Regions from separate parts of the Mus musculus genome. Here region 1 is linked to region 2. A link is a contact called in public HiChIP or PLAC-seq data. All regions are on one chromosome and are shown on one strand. The core of a region is the stretch at or near the end of the contact, and the rest is flanking DNA. Distances in the headings are between cores, read along the strand shown. Region 1 overlaps Usp29 (ubiquitin specific peptidase 29). Region 2 overlaps Usp29 (ubiquitin specific peptidase 29).

What was found. HiChIP or PLAC-seq counts read pairs in DNA pulled down with a chosen protein or histone mark.
Region 1: a PDX1 HiChIP or PLAC-seq map of a beta-TC-6 cell line shows a contact between it and region 2, with 7 times the contacts expected there. The contact joins two enhancer-like sites. A contact is called at or near these places in 3 of 484 Hi-C or Micro-C datasets (the N1E-115 cell line, cerebral cortex and nephron progenitors), 4 of 115 datasets of contacts at active chromatin or transcription factors (a beta-TC-6 cell line, embryonic fibroblasts, extraembryonic endoderm stem cells and 1 more) and 1 of 9 other capture datasets (embryonic stem cells).

The regions. Positions count from the first base shown.
Region 1 is chr7:6,933,113-6,940,173 of GRCm38.p6, reverse strand. All of the region lies in intron 5 of Usp29 (ubiquitin specific peptidase 29), which reads right to left. Among named protein-coding and RNA genes, the nearest start is that of Zim3, 40 kb to the left of the region's middle. Within about 2 kb of position 5,238, at least 31 of the 459 cell types and tissues checked have an H3K27ac peak or open chromatin away from gene starts, as enhancers often do.
Region 2 is chr7:6,780,416-6,787,241 of GRCm38.p6, reverse strand. All of the region lies in intron 2 of Usp29 (ubiquitin specific peptidase 29), which reads right to left. Among named protein-coding and RNA genes, the nearest start is that of Mir3099, 20 kb to the left of the region's middle. Within about 2 kb of position 2,436, at least 59 of the 459 cell types and tissues checked have an H3K27ac peak or open chromatin away from gene starts, as enhancers often do.

The DNA of each region.
Region 1 (7,061 bases), core at 3,989-6,488, 150 kb before region 2:
AGCCAGTAAGTTACTGAACTATCTCTGCTTAGAGAGATGGGGTGGGAGGGGGAGGTTCTGGGGAAGTGGGAGAGGAGAAACATACAAACATCCATTGACAGTTCACTGCTTTGCAGGCAACAGAACTTCCTGTATCCCAGAGGCAGCCACTGCCTTATACCCTTCCTACCCACCACTAATCTGCTAAACTCCAAATCCGTAGCAGCCTCAAGGAAGGGTGGGACAATGCGATTATCTTCCTGACTACTGCTTTAGACTCTATTTAGTCCCTGAATTAACCTCCTTAGCCCTCCCCCCTCTAAGCTTGGATACCTCTTCTTCTTTTTTTCTTTTTAATTTCCTTTCTTTTTTTCTTTTATTCTTCTCTCAGACATTATATCCTGGCCACAGTTTCTCCTCCCAGATCCACTCTTCCTGTTTACCTTCAAAAACAAACAACAAAAGCAAAACTGAGGGAACATGGCATACCAAGTTGCAATTAAACTACGCACAAAGCCTCCTATCAGGGCTGAATGAAGCTGGACTACGCAAGCCAGTGGGAGGAAAAGGGTCCCAAGAGCAGGCAAAAGAGTCAGAGTCACCCCTGACTCCCATCTTCAAGCGTTCCGCAAGAACACCAAGCTACACGACCATAACATATATGTAGAGGGCCCAGTGCAGACCCATAGAGGTTGTTTGACTGCCACGTCAGTCTCTGTAGCCCCTATGAACCTTGATTAGTTGATTCTTAAAAACAAAACAAAACTTTCTTTATTTTATTTTAATTTTATGTGTATGAGTATTTGCGTGCATATATGTATGTGTGCCTGGTACTTGAGGCCAGGTGGTGGTGGGGGGCGGGGGGTCTCATGTGTAGCCCTGGAAGTCGCTATTACTTAGATCAAGATGGCCTCAAATGTACAGAAATCCACCTGGTCCTGAGTGTGGAGATTAAAGGCATGTGCCACCATACCAGACAGCTACAGCCTTCCAAATGAAGAAACTCACGTCTACAGGTCATTGTTGGATCCCTATCCCAGTCTCTCCCATGGTGAGCGGACGACATTAACAAAGGATATTTCTCCTCAAATCCTCCTCTCAGCACATCTGTCTGTAGACCCTGGAATGTATTTAAAATGAGAATCTGGTGCTACTTCTGGGGCTGAGGAGGGAGCTGGGCCAAGTCAGCAGGTGTTAGGGGAGATGTCTCAGGCTGAGTTTGGGGTCAGGTTAAGACATCTCCCAAGAGGCACTGTGTAACCAGACCATTGAGAGATGGATGGCTACTGAAAGGAAAAGCATCATCTCGGGACCCCCAAGACCAAGTTCTAAGCACAAAGGAGCAGGGAAGTAAGAGAGACACAGGAGGCAGAGGATGGGGAAGAAGGGAGAGGTTATAGGGATATTTGTCCCAAAGGACAATGGAACAAAGGACTGCCTCTGAAGGAAACAGACGTGGCACCGAGGAGCATGACAGTTTATAAAGGTAAAGGGGAAACCCTGTGCTAGGATGAGGTGTTTAATTTTAATTGGGCATGTTTATTAGGTGAGCCAAAGGGGGCTTTTGACTGCTGGACTTTAATACTTTGATAGCTGGACCTTGGTAGTCAGACTAGGGAGGAGCAAGTGGCCAAATAAGGGACTAGACCTTGGAGGCTAGCTTTAGGAATGTAGTCTAAGGGGTTTTAGCAAGGCAGAGGGAATGGAGGAGAAGGGCAAGGCTTGCCAGAGCTGCACTCACCACACTGGCCAGAGCCCCTTCAAACTGTCTGCACTCCCCCAGCTGCCCAAATCCTGTGTTGTCAGAATTAGGATTAGGCCCACATCCAGCATGCTGGCGACCCAAGAGATCAGAAGACAGAAGTACACAGAGGAATGACTTCGGGAGAGCAGTGCGTGTGTCTAGCCTCTGAGCCGAGCCACTGCCATCATGGGGAGTTCAGCAGCCACCACCATGCAAAAGGGGCCCCCTTGACAGTTTTTCTTCTTCTCATTGGAGGGGTGGGAAGCATCACAGGACTCTCTCCAGAGTATATGTGACCTAAGGGAGGGGCTGGAACACATAGGACCTTCGTCTCTGCATCCACGTCCCTATGGACAACCCTCACCTATGCTCTGCAAGCAAGCAAGCCCAATAAACTTCGGTGATATGTTATCTTGGTTTGTCATTGGGACCTTTGGAGTACTGGTTGACATTGTTTATGTCTAATAGCTCTGCAGTGGTGGCCTTAAAACCCAGTACTTGAGAGGTAGAGACAGGCAAATCTCTGAGTTCAAGGCCAGCCTAGTCTACAGAGTGAATTCCAGGACAGCCAGGTCTACACAGAGAAACCCTGTATTGAAAATACAAAACAAGGCATTGTTTATGTTTAAACCTGGGAAGGAGAGGAATTTTTAAAAAGGTATGGGTGTATACTGTACCCAGGGAACTTCTTTGATGTTTTGTTTTGAGACCGGGTCTCATTTAGTCTGAGCTAGGCTGCCCTCAAACTCACTGTAGCTGAGGATGACCTTGGCTCTCTCTGTCTCTCTCTGTCTCTGTCTCTCTTCTCCCCCCCTCTCCCTCCCTCCCTCCCTCCCTCCCTCCCTTCCTTCTTTTCTTTTCTTTCTTTCTTTTCTTCCTTCCCCAGGATTGGATTAGGCCTTGTTGGGAATTGAACCCAGGGCTTTGCACTTTTTAGGCACGCAATCTATCAAATGATCCACATTCCCAGCTTATTTGACTTTTTAGAGAGGTTCTCATGTAACATAGGCTTCCCTAGAACCTGCTACACAGACCCGTCCTCAGTGCTGGGACTTCTGCGTTCATCGAATTTTTGGAACATTCTAGAGCCTTAAGGCCGTTCATCAGTAACTGCAGTCATCGGCCAGCAGGTGGCGCACATAGGATATTGATGAAAACAGTTTGAGCATGACTAGGGAAATCGGGCCTCTTAAGATGTTGCTGCAGTTGCTCTAAAATATTTCAAAGCATTTACCCTACAGGGACAAGGATAGATGAGCTTCGAGAAGGAGGCAGCCGGGGAGCAGACTGCACTTACCTATCAAGTGTCAGGAGGCCAGCACAGCAGCAGGGCTGGAGAGCAAGGGCGTGAGGATTTGAGTTTATACTCTGGCTGCATCTCACACCGGCCTGTGTGTCATTGGGTGGAGGTTTTTTTTGGCTTCTGGGCTCCCATTTCTTCTTTTGCATGTTCTTTCGGACAGTGTAACAATTCAATTTAATGGTAATGTTACTTGGAAGTCACTAGGACAGATCTTAAATGTTCTCACCATGGAGAGGGGATGGTTTGTCAATAGTTTGATTGACACATATATCAGAGCATCCATGTTGTGTACTGTAAATATATATAATTCTTATAGTTCAACTTCACTTAAGAGTTGGAAGGAGGAATTTGAGGCCATCCTTAGCTACTTGTGGAATTCCAAACCAGCTTATCCCCGTAGCTAGATGTGGCGGCATGCCCATTTATGCCTAGTAATGAGAAAGCAGAGGCAGGTAGGTCTCTTTGAGTTCAAGGTCAGCCTGATTTACGTAATGGATTCAAGGCTAGCTAGGATTAGGTGGTAAGACCTTGTCTCAAAACAAAGCAAAAATCCAACCAAACCAAAAAAATAAAAAATAAAATAAAATCAAGCTATATGAGACCTTACCTCAAAAATGAAAATGAATCTAGAATGCAGCTTGTGGCTGCAGCACTTTCCTCTAAGCACAGGTTCTATGCTCAACTCCCAGTACTTGGGAAACAAAACCTAAGAATTAAAAAAGAACAAAAAACAAAAAACAAAAAAAACAAAAAAGTTCATTGAGTTTCTCCAATTCGGGCAATCCTGCCAAATACTGTGGATTTCAAACCCCATCTTCTAAGACTTTGTGTTCGAATGGCGAGCAAACTGCAGAGCAGAGATCAGGTGTGGATATTGGTACCAAACACTAAAGAAGTCTGCTCTGTGCCAAAGACACCGGGGCGACTCCCATGAAGATACAAGGTTGTTGGAAGAAGAAAGAAGCCACAAAATAGCTAACTGTGGGAGTACATCAGGAAAAAACAAACAAACAAACAGACAGACAAAACAAAGAGTTACAATTTGTGTGAACTGATCTGGAGAAGGTGTTTTGTTTTGTTTTGTTTTGTTTTGTTTTGTTTTGTTTTGTTTTGTTTCTGTGTAGCCCTGGCTGTCCTGGAACTCACTCTGTAGACCAGGCTGGCCTCAAACTCACAAAGAGTTGCCTGCCTCCCCCTCCCTTTGTTTCTTTTTTTGTTTGTTTGTTTGTTTGTTTTGTTTTGTTTTTTAGTTTTTCGAGACAGGGTTTCTTTGTATAGCCCTGGCTGCCCTGGAACTCACTTTGTAGACCAGGCTGGCCTCAAACTCAGAAATCTGCCTGTCTCTGCCTCCTAAGTGCTGGGATTAAAGGTGTGCACCACCACCACCCGGCTCTTGTTTGTTTTGTTTTTGCCAGATTTCATTCTGGATTTGATGTTGTAAGCAAGCGTGGACTTTGTAGAACCACATCTTTTCAAAATCCCAAATAGCCTTGGTGGTGGTGCTCACTGCACTCAGGAGGCAGAGGGAGGCAGATCTCAAGAGTTTGAGGCTAGCTGCATCTCCATAGTGATACTTTGTTTCAAGACAAGGACAACAACAAAAACATCTCCAACTCCTAAACCTAGTAATGGTGATAATGATTAAAAAAGAACTCAAAATTATAATATAAAATGCTTCTTTTTTAGTTAAAACTGTATCAAAGAAGTAAACTCCATAAACTATCCCACTAAACACTGATTTTTTTACCAGACACTGATAAACACTTCTTAAGAATTAAATTGCCAGGCATGGTGGCTCACACCTAGAAACTCCAGCCTTACAGGGCTGAGGTAAGAGGATCTTGAGAGTTCAAAGCCAACCTAGGCCACATCATTCCAGGCCAACCTTGGCTCCAAGTGAGACCCTCACCCTGTCTCACCCTCCCAACCCTCCCACCCTGAAGCAATAAAGCCTGCAAATTATAAAATTCAATGTTGTCAGCTCTCAAAATTTGGATGAAAATGAAGGATACAATCAAGGGGAAATTTGCAAGCCAGATGGCTCTTTAGACAGATGTGACTTTAAACAGACAGTCTCAGAAGACTGTCCACATTGTTTTATGTCTAAACGAGACCTTTTCCGTCCTTAATTACACAGGGAGGTATATAACTCCCGGAATGAAGCCTGGCCTTTAGCTCAGTGGAAAATTCCGCTGCTGATTTGAGAGTAGAGCTTTCTTTTGGCTGCCAGGGAAATGGTAAACACTCTGGCTGCCTTCTCTCCACAAGCCCAGGCTCTGTATTTGCACAGTGTAATTCACTAACGACCATGTTTTTCTCCTGTTCCTGCTGCTCCACTGTAACTTTGCCATATATCCCTCTGGTGGGCATAGTACCTTTAAAAATATTTTAGAATTACATTTATTGTTATCATGTAGTTTTAAAAATAATTTATGCATTTTAATTTTATGGTGTTTTGCCTACATGTATTTCTGTGTGAGGATGTCAGATCTTAGAGTTAGGGACAATTGTGAGCTGTCATGTAGGTGCTAGGAACTGAACCCCTCTTAGAAGGGCAGTCAGTGTTCTTAACCACTGACCCATCTCAACTGTGAGTTACCATGTGGGTGCTTAGAATTGAACCCGAGTCCTCTGGAAGGGCAGTCATTGCTCTTAACCAATGAGCCATCTCTCTAGTCCCCATTGTCTCTCTCTTTTTTTTTTTTTTTTTTTGGTTTTTCAGGACAGGGTTTCTCTGTGTAGCCCTGGATATCCTGGAACTCACTTTGTAGACCAGGCTGGCCTCGAACTCAGAAATCGGCCTGCCTCTGCCTCCCAAATGCTGGGATTAAAGGCATGCGCCACCACACCCAGAAAAAGTGGAACCATTTTTGGGTTTTTTGTTTGTTTGTTTGTTTGTTTTTTTGGGTTCAGCATCCTTAATCATCAGGGAAATGCAAATCAAAACAACCCTGAGATTCTACCTCACACCTCACCTCCTTCCTTCCTTCCTTCCTTCCTTCCTTTCTTTCTTTCTTTCTTTCTTTCTTTTCTTTTTTTTTTTTTTTTTTTTTTGGTTTGGTTGGTTTTTTTTGTTTTTGTTTTTGTTTTTGTTTTTGTTTTGTTTTGTTGTTGTTTCCAGACAGGGTTTCTCTGTATAGCCCTGGCTGTCCTGGAACTCACTTTGTAGACCAGGCTGGCCTTGAACTCAGAAATCTGGCTGCGTCTGCCTCCCGAGTGCTGGGATTAAAGGCGTGTGCCACCATGCCCAGCAGATTTGAGGTTTTGATCAATTTCCTTAACCCCCATCACCCCCAAACCCAGGCTGTGGTAGCTACCATTTGTCTGCTCCAATGAGTCCATGTTTTTAGATCCTGCCAGTAAGTGACATCATGTCACTGTATCTTGCTTATTTTACCTGGCTGTAAGATGTCCTTTAAATTCACCCAATTTGGAAATGGAGAAGGGTGCGGTTGGAAAAGTTGTATCTTTGGAAACTTTTCTTAGCACTTAAGTTTTTCCATATGGGAGACCTGAGTGGTCTCCTAAAAGTGTAAACGTGTCCCAGTGAAGGAAGCAGGAAGTTTGGGAGATGAAAATCTTCCTTAACTAAAGTCTAGACTCCAGGGCAGTCTGGGCTACCTGAGACAGTCTCAAAAACAAGTTAAAACTGCGGTCCCAGTGAAATGGGTCAACAGTAAAGTCGCTTGCAAGGAAGTGAGTCAACAGGTAAAGACGCTTGCCCTGAACAGTCAACAGTAAAGGCTCCTGCAGGGAAGTAGGTGAACAGGTAAAGACGCTAGCAGCTGAGACTAATGACTTCAGTTCAGCCCCTGGGATCCACACTGTGGAATGACAGAATGAACTCCCACAGGCTGTCCTCAGCCCTCCGCATGAGGCCAGGGCACTCATGCAGAACCCCTCCGTACACAGAAATGCACACAAAATGAAACAAAATGGAATAATTTCTTAAAAGCGTAAAAAAGTAACAAATCGTCTCGTTCTTTCTATAAAAATCCTACAGTCTTCGGTATTCCCCAAAACATGGAAAATAAA
Region 2 (6,826 bases), core at 1,187-3,686:
GTAGGCTCATTGCCCTTATCATAATCTAGTTATCAGGTGTATTGTTCTGTCATGACTCCTAGACAGGTCTTATTTGGTCAGCATAGCCACTCTACTTTGTGATGGGATGGTCATGCTATGCCCTGGGGAAATAGCTAAAGTCCGGTGCTCTGTGCCTGGCAGGATACTCACAGTATCAAAGGACACCATGGGTGTCAGGGGAAGGTTGATTCAGATTAAGTTCTAGGGCTCCAACTCAAGCATCAGGCTTGGCAGCAAACACTTTTACCAGATGAAGTGTCTTGCTGCGCCTCTTTATTATGGCTGCTGTCATTGTTTGTTTTGAGTTTGATATGGTTTTCTAACTCTGGATTGTCTGGCTTCAACCTCTAGGATTCAGACATGTGCCACCAGGTCTGGTTCCTAAAGGCAACCTCTTATGCAGCTGATACGGTATGATGTCTGCTTTGTGAAGGACTCACATAGGACAATCTCCAAGACATTACTGTTAGCTTGACAAAGCAACATGGGGGATGGAGAGATGCCTCGTTTGGTAAAAGTGGATCCCTGGCACCCATAGTGGAAGTAAGGAACCAGCTCCCCAAAATTGTCTTCTGACCTTTACATGTGTGTTATGACTATTGTGTGCCCAAATAAACATATATACATCACATACACATAATAATAAGATACAAGTTTTTATGTGTGTGGATGTTTTGCCTGAATCTATGTCTGTGCACTAAGTTTATGAATGGTACCTGAGGAGTGCAGAAAAAGGCATTGGATCTCCTGGAATTGGAATTATAGGTAGTTGTGAGCCTCCAGGTTGAGAGCTGGGAATTGAACCCACGTCTTCTGGAAGAGTAATAAGTGGTCTTAACCACTGAGCCATCCCTCTAGCACCAGGCATACTTTTTAATAATCAAATTAATGTTACTGTTAAAAACTTAGAACAAAAACATTACACACCAAAATTAACCAGACTCAAAGTCAATCCTTCTCAATGAATTTCTGCACAGTTTCAATACCCATTCCGAAGCTATGGATCTCACACTGGCTCTTACAGTTTCACTATGAAATACATTCTTATGCACTTATCCACCACCAACACCAACACCCCAAAATGGGAAGTCTATGACAGAGTTAGAACTAGAAAAACAGCAACTTTACATTCTGTCCTCTAACTCCTGTCCACCATGGTGCGTCCAGTCCTTCCTTGTCCCCTAATATTCAGACATTTTTGTTCTCTCTTCTGCATGTCACACTGAACTCACTGCTTTTACTTGTTTACTCAACTGTGTTACTTTGGATTTCCATTGTATAATTATTCTCTTAAAAATTCTGACAAATCCTAATTTTGATCAAGATAGTACTATGCATAGTTACAGCTATGTGAATAGTGCAGGGGAGCCAGTTTAGTCAAGGAGAGAGAGAGAGAGAGAGAGAGAGAGAGAGAGAGAGAGAGAGAGAGAGAGAGAGAGAGATAACTTGCCATCTATTATTGAGAAAAAAGCACGTTTTCAGTTCAGGCAATTTTCCCTCTCTTCTTGCTTCCTAGACTGTGGTGTGATGCCTTCACCCTGTGCCAGTTAGGAAGACAACATCACCTTAAATGAGGTAAACAAAGGCCCATCCTCAGTTATAGAGGAACAAAAAGGCCCTTATTGACTTCCATCATGCTAGGGTTTTCTGGAGCACATGTTGAGATAAATCTAAACTAACAGTTCTTAGACAAGAACTTAACCATTCTGGGGCTGGAGAGATGGCTCAGTGGCTAACAGTGTGTGTTGCTCTTGCAGAGGACTTGAGTTCAGTTCCCATTGCTTATACTATAGGTGGCTCATGACAGCCTAAACTCCAACTCTAGGGGATCCAACACTCCCAGCTTCCATGAGTACCTATACAAACATCCACACAGACACATGTACACACATAATTTGAAAGTTTATATATATACATATATATATTTTAAAGCACTTAGGCATTCTATAAAGGGTATGCAAGGTCACTGTCTCTTTTTTCTCATGAAAGCTGCCTCAGTCATAGCTCAGCTATGAGCACAGCTCAACAACCACCATTGTGCACCAACTTTAGTCCACATAGTTCTCTTCACAGATGCCTTATAGCATTGGCAGATGAAGAACTTTAGGCAAGATGAGATCGTATTGTCAGCTCACTGCTTCTATCTCTCCCCAGCCCTCTACGGACTTCTGTCTTGATTGCTAATTCCAGTCCTGGTTACTATCCATTCTCCAGCACAAAGCCAACCTCTTGTCTAACCTTGATTTGTTCCCTTACAGCCCCGGGGGGGCTTCAAATCCTTCCTCCATAAACTGCACTGATCAGAGGCTCCATCTCCCTTGGGGTGTGGTGGGAATTACACAACACCGTTGGGGCTCCAGCCTTTTTGCTGGGAAGAGAATGTGCTGAACAAGGGATGCATGGATCCAGAGGGGGCTTAACGGCTAATCATGTCCTTGGATGCAGCTGCCTGCACACACGTGCACACATAGGATCTTGTCTTGGTTGTGCTGTTTGTCCTTGGTTTAAAACTATCAGCAAAAGCTGTGGGATTCAGTGTAGCCAGAGGAAGTGGAGAATTTAAATTTTCTTTTTCTTTCTTTCTTTTTTTTTCCCTCAGAATAGCCTGTGAGGGTCTACTAATGCAACCGGAGCTGATCTAAATCTTGGGGGTAAACACTGAGCAAGCTATCAAAATTCCTGACATTGTACTGGGGGCCCAGAGGGCAGAGGGGCAGGAAATGAGTAAAGGGCTCAGTAAATTACACAAGATTGTAAGAAGCAGCTTTGTCCTAAAGACTCTGGTTAATGAGTTAGAGCAAGGGGTGAGAGCTGAAGCTTAAGTATGGGGTGGGGCTAATGAGATGGCTCAACGGGTAAATACTCGCCACCAAGCCTAATGACCCGAGCTGGATCCCTGGGACCCAAATAGTGGGAAGGAGAGAGATTTGTCCTTTACCTTCATATGTACACTGAGGCATACACACACACACACACACACACACACACACATGTCCATAAATAAATAGATTTTTAAAAAATAAAGAAGTGTAAGATAGGCTGTGGAGTTGGTAAAGAACTCTGCATGGTTGTTATTGGAGCATACAGTTCAGAAAAGCAAGGAGGGGTCAATTTGCCAGACTTAGCAAACAAAAACACAGGACACCCAGTTAAATTTGAATTTCAGGTAAACAACAAATGAATGTGCAATTCATACTATGCTTATATTAAAATATTATTCAACACACTGTCCTCCAAACCAAACCATGAAAAGGGGTGTCAGTACACACGCACACGCCACGAGTTCCAGACACTTTAGACCTAGATATTTACCCAAGAAAGATGGAAAGATCTCTACACACTTGTACATGAATATTTATGTCAGCTTTGTACATAATAGCAAACCCCAGCAATAACCCAAAAGTCCACAGACAGATAGGTGGATAAATACATTATGATGGGCTTACATAAAGGAGCACTATGCAGCCACAGAGATGAATGGGTGACTGACTTTGGGAACAAAATTTAATTACCTAAAAATAACTACATAAAACAAAAGAGGCTGGGGAGTGGGAAGAGAACACTCTATACAGTTTCAAGTATATAAAATTCTGGAAATTAAAACTAAATATAATGACACAAAGCAGATGTGTAGCAATGTGAAGCGGTACAAGAGGGAAGATGAGAAAGAGAATCAGAAGTGTTTGAGACCAAAGGCTGTGCTCACTGCCTTGATAGACCGTGGTGAAGGATACCTGGCTGTTTGTCAAAGTCGACCACATTGAGATGGAGAGCCAGGTTCAGTTGTAGTTGAGAGCGCATTTGCTCTCTTTCCACTATATAAATCCCAGGGATGGGACGCGGGCTGTCCCTTGGTGGCAAGCGTCTTCATTGGCTGCCCAATTCATCTTGTCAGCCTCAAGTCCCCCATTTTTAACATTTCTTGGTGGCATGCGATGTATCTGTGCAGTGTGCAAACACCACCAGCATCCATCTCTGGAGCACTTTTCATTTTGCAAAACTGAAACTCTGGGGTGGGGATATAGAACCTAATTGGTAGAGTGATTTCAGAGCTCACAAAGGAAATCCTGGGTTCGGTATCCAGTATCACATAAGCCAGGTAAGATGGCTCATGCCTGTTGTCTCAGCACTGGGGAGGTAGGAGTAAGAGGATCAAGAGTTCAGGATCCCACTGGGCTGTATGAGACTCGGTCTAAAGCAAAGCAAAAGGCTTTAGAATCTACTAAGCAATGACTCTCCACCAGCCAGCCCCCTGGCAGCCACCATCTTACTTTCCACCCTGTGTATCTGAGTATTTGGGGGAGGGGGCAACAGGGAGGAGGAGGAACCTTATGAAAATGGAACCACACAACATGTGCCCTTTTGTGTCTTGCTTATTTCACACAGCAAAATGTCTTCAAGTTCCATCTATATGGTAGCATGTGTCAAAATTGCCATCCTTTGTAAGACTGAGTAATAGCCCCTAGTACATGCAAATGACATCTTATTTCTTTAATCACTTCTGATGGACACCTGGGTTGTGTCTGAGATGCCACCCTTAGTCCCCCTTCTCTCTGTGTGAGATGGACTCTTACGCCACCCTCAGAATTTCTGCCTTTGCTGCCATTGTAATTTAGGAGGTCAATAAAAGTTAAGCTGTATTGTAATAACTTTGATTTATACATTCTTCAAAACCGTGTGTGTGTGTGTGTGTGTGTGTCTGCATGCTAGTATATGTGTGGGCACACACGTTAAGGCGCATATTTGTGGCTATGCATGCATGTGGAGTCTTAGGCTGCTGTCAGTCTTCATCCATTCATTTTCCCCTTTAATCATCTAGACAGGGTCTCCCAGTCAAACCCAGAGCTCACCAACATGGCTAGAGTTACTAGCCAGCTTGCTCTGGGGATCCTTTTTCTGTACTTTCTGAGTCTGAATTTACAATTGGGCTGTCACACCCACCCATCGTTAGGATCTGCTCCTTGATCTTACAAGGCAAGTACTGAGGCACCTCCCAGCCCTGCCGTGTTCTTTTCATAGTAACATAAGGTAGCGGTTCCATTTTACTAACTCCTGTGTCACCGAAATCGACTTGTAAGGATCCAATGGTGTGTGTGTGTGGAGGTCAGAGGTCGCTATCAAGACATCTCCATCTCCAACATATTTTTTGAAACAGGTCTTATTGAACCCGGAGCTCATCTTTTAGGCTCCCTGCCTCCCAGGGCTGGGATTTCAGACATGCTCTGCAGTGCTCTGATTTTTTACATGGAGACCGGAGATCCGAACTTGAGTGCTCCTGTTGTGTAGCAAGCGTCACTGACAGAGCCTACCTCCCTAGTTTGCAAGGATTGAATTTTAAACACCAGAAACAGAATGTCACAAAATGGCAGCACCGGAGGGTCACAGCAAACGAACACCGGCCCAGGCAGGGGCTCCAGAGTGAGTTTTGCCAAACAGCCTTGAAGCTGGGGATTAAAGTCTTTCTCCCATCTGGAACCTGGCGATGCAGAAACAGTGACCACATTGTGTTCCTTCCCAGAAAAAGCACGGAGTTGCCTGGCTACCCGGCAATGTATATATGACTTGGCAGCTCGCCTGGCTTCGTAGCTCGGAGGAAAATTCCAGGGTGGGATTCAAACTGAGTTTCCAGCGACAAATGGGCTAGAAGGCTTAACCCCTTCCTCTTGTGGATTCCAGGCCCAGGTAATACATAAGCCAGGTGATCAGATCTCTGTTTCTTTCTTCACAGAATGGGCAGATGAGGACTCTGACCTGGTGACGGATTATATAGAATCCATGAGATGCAGAACTCAATTTAATTCTCTGAGATTTGGCCTTCAGAAGAAGGACTTCATAGTCAGGCCTATTCTAGCTCAGACTCTCTGGTATTTTGTTTTATGGTATTTTGGGTTTTTTTTTCAGCCTTGGGGTTCTTTTTGCTTTTTAATTTATTAATGTTACAACTGTGCCTGCGTGTGTGTGTGTGTGTGTGTGTGTGTGTGTGTGTGTGTGGTGTGCATCACAGCCTGCACACAGTGATGTGAGGACAACTCTGTGCAGCCTGTTGCTGCCTTCCACTTTTTGGTCCGGGAATGGAACTTGGGTCAAGTTTGCATAGCAAAGTGTTTCTTACCTGAGCCACCTCACTGCCCCCACTGCACAGTTCTAGAGCAAACACGAAGGGTGATCAACTCTGTCTTGTTGGGTTGCTCCAACCACTCTGCCTCGGCGCATGGCGTAAGAGCGAGACCATCTCTTTCTGTCTTTTCTCCCACTTGGCGGGCTTACGACTTAGTATCAGTGACACCAAGCCCTACTCATCCTGTGTAAGTCACTGCTTAGGATAGGACTCCTACCCTATTACCCACTGAGCAGTTCACCAGCCCTACAAGGTTCCTACCTCCTGTCTGCCCAACATTTTTCACCCTATCTCTGTCCTTTTTCATCCCAAGAAAATCTTGTCCTGCAAATCATTCTATCCTCAGATGAAGGCTCATCCCTGCTCATGCTGCTTGGCTGCAATTCAATGTCATCTACTCTATGATGTACTTCCCAACTGTACCCCCTGACAAATAGCCAAATCCAAGCTTCTAAGCCCTGGTTACCAGCCTATACCGGGTGCTGCTGAGCTCTCTGAAGTCTCTTCTCACCAACCCTCACACAATCTTGTAGGTTTCCTATAAAATTCACTCCTCAAGCTATGCATGGTGGTACATACACATAACCCCATTATTAAATAAGTCCATGTAGGAGTATCATGGTTTTGAGGCCACCATGTATTACATAGTGAAAGACCATGTCAGAAAAGCAACACAAGACAGTACCC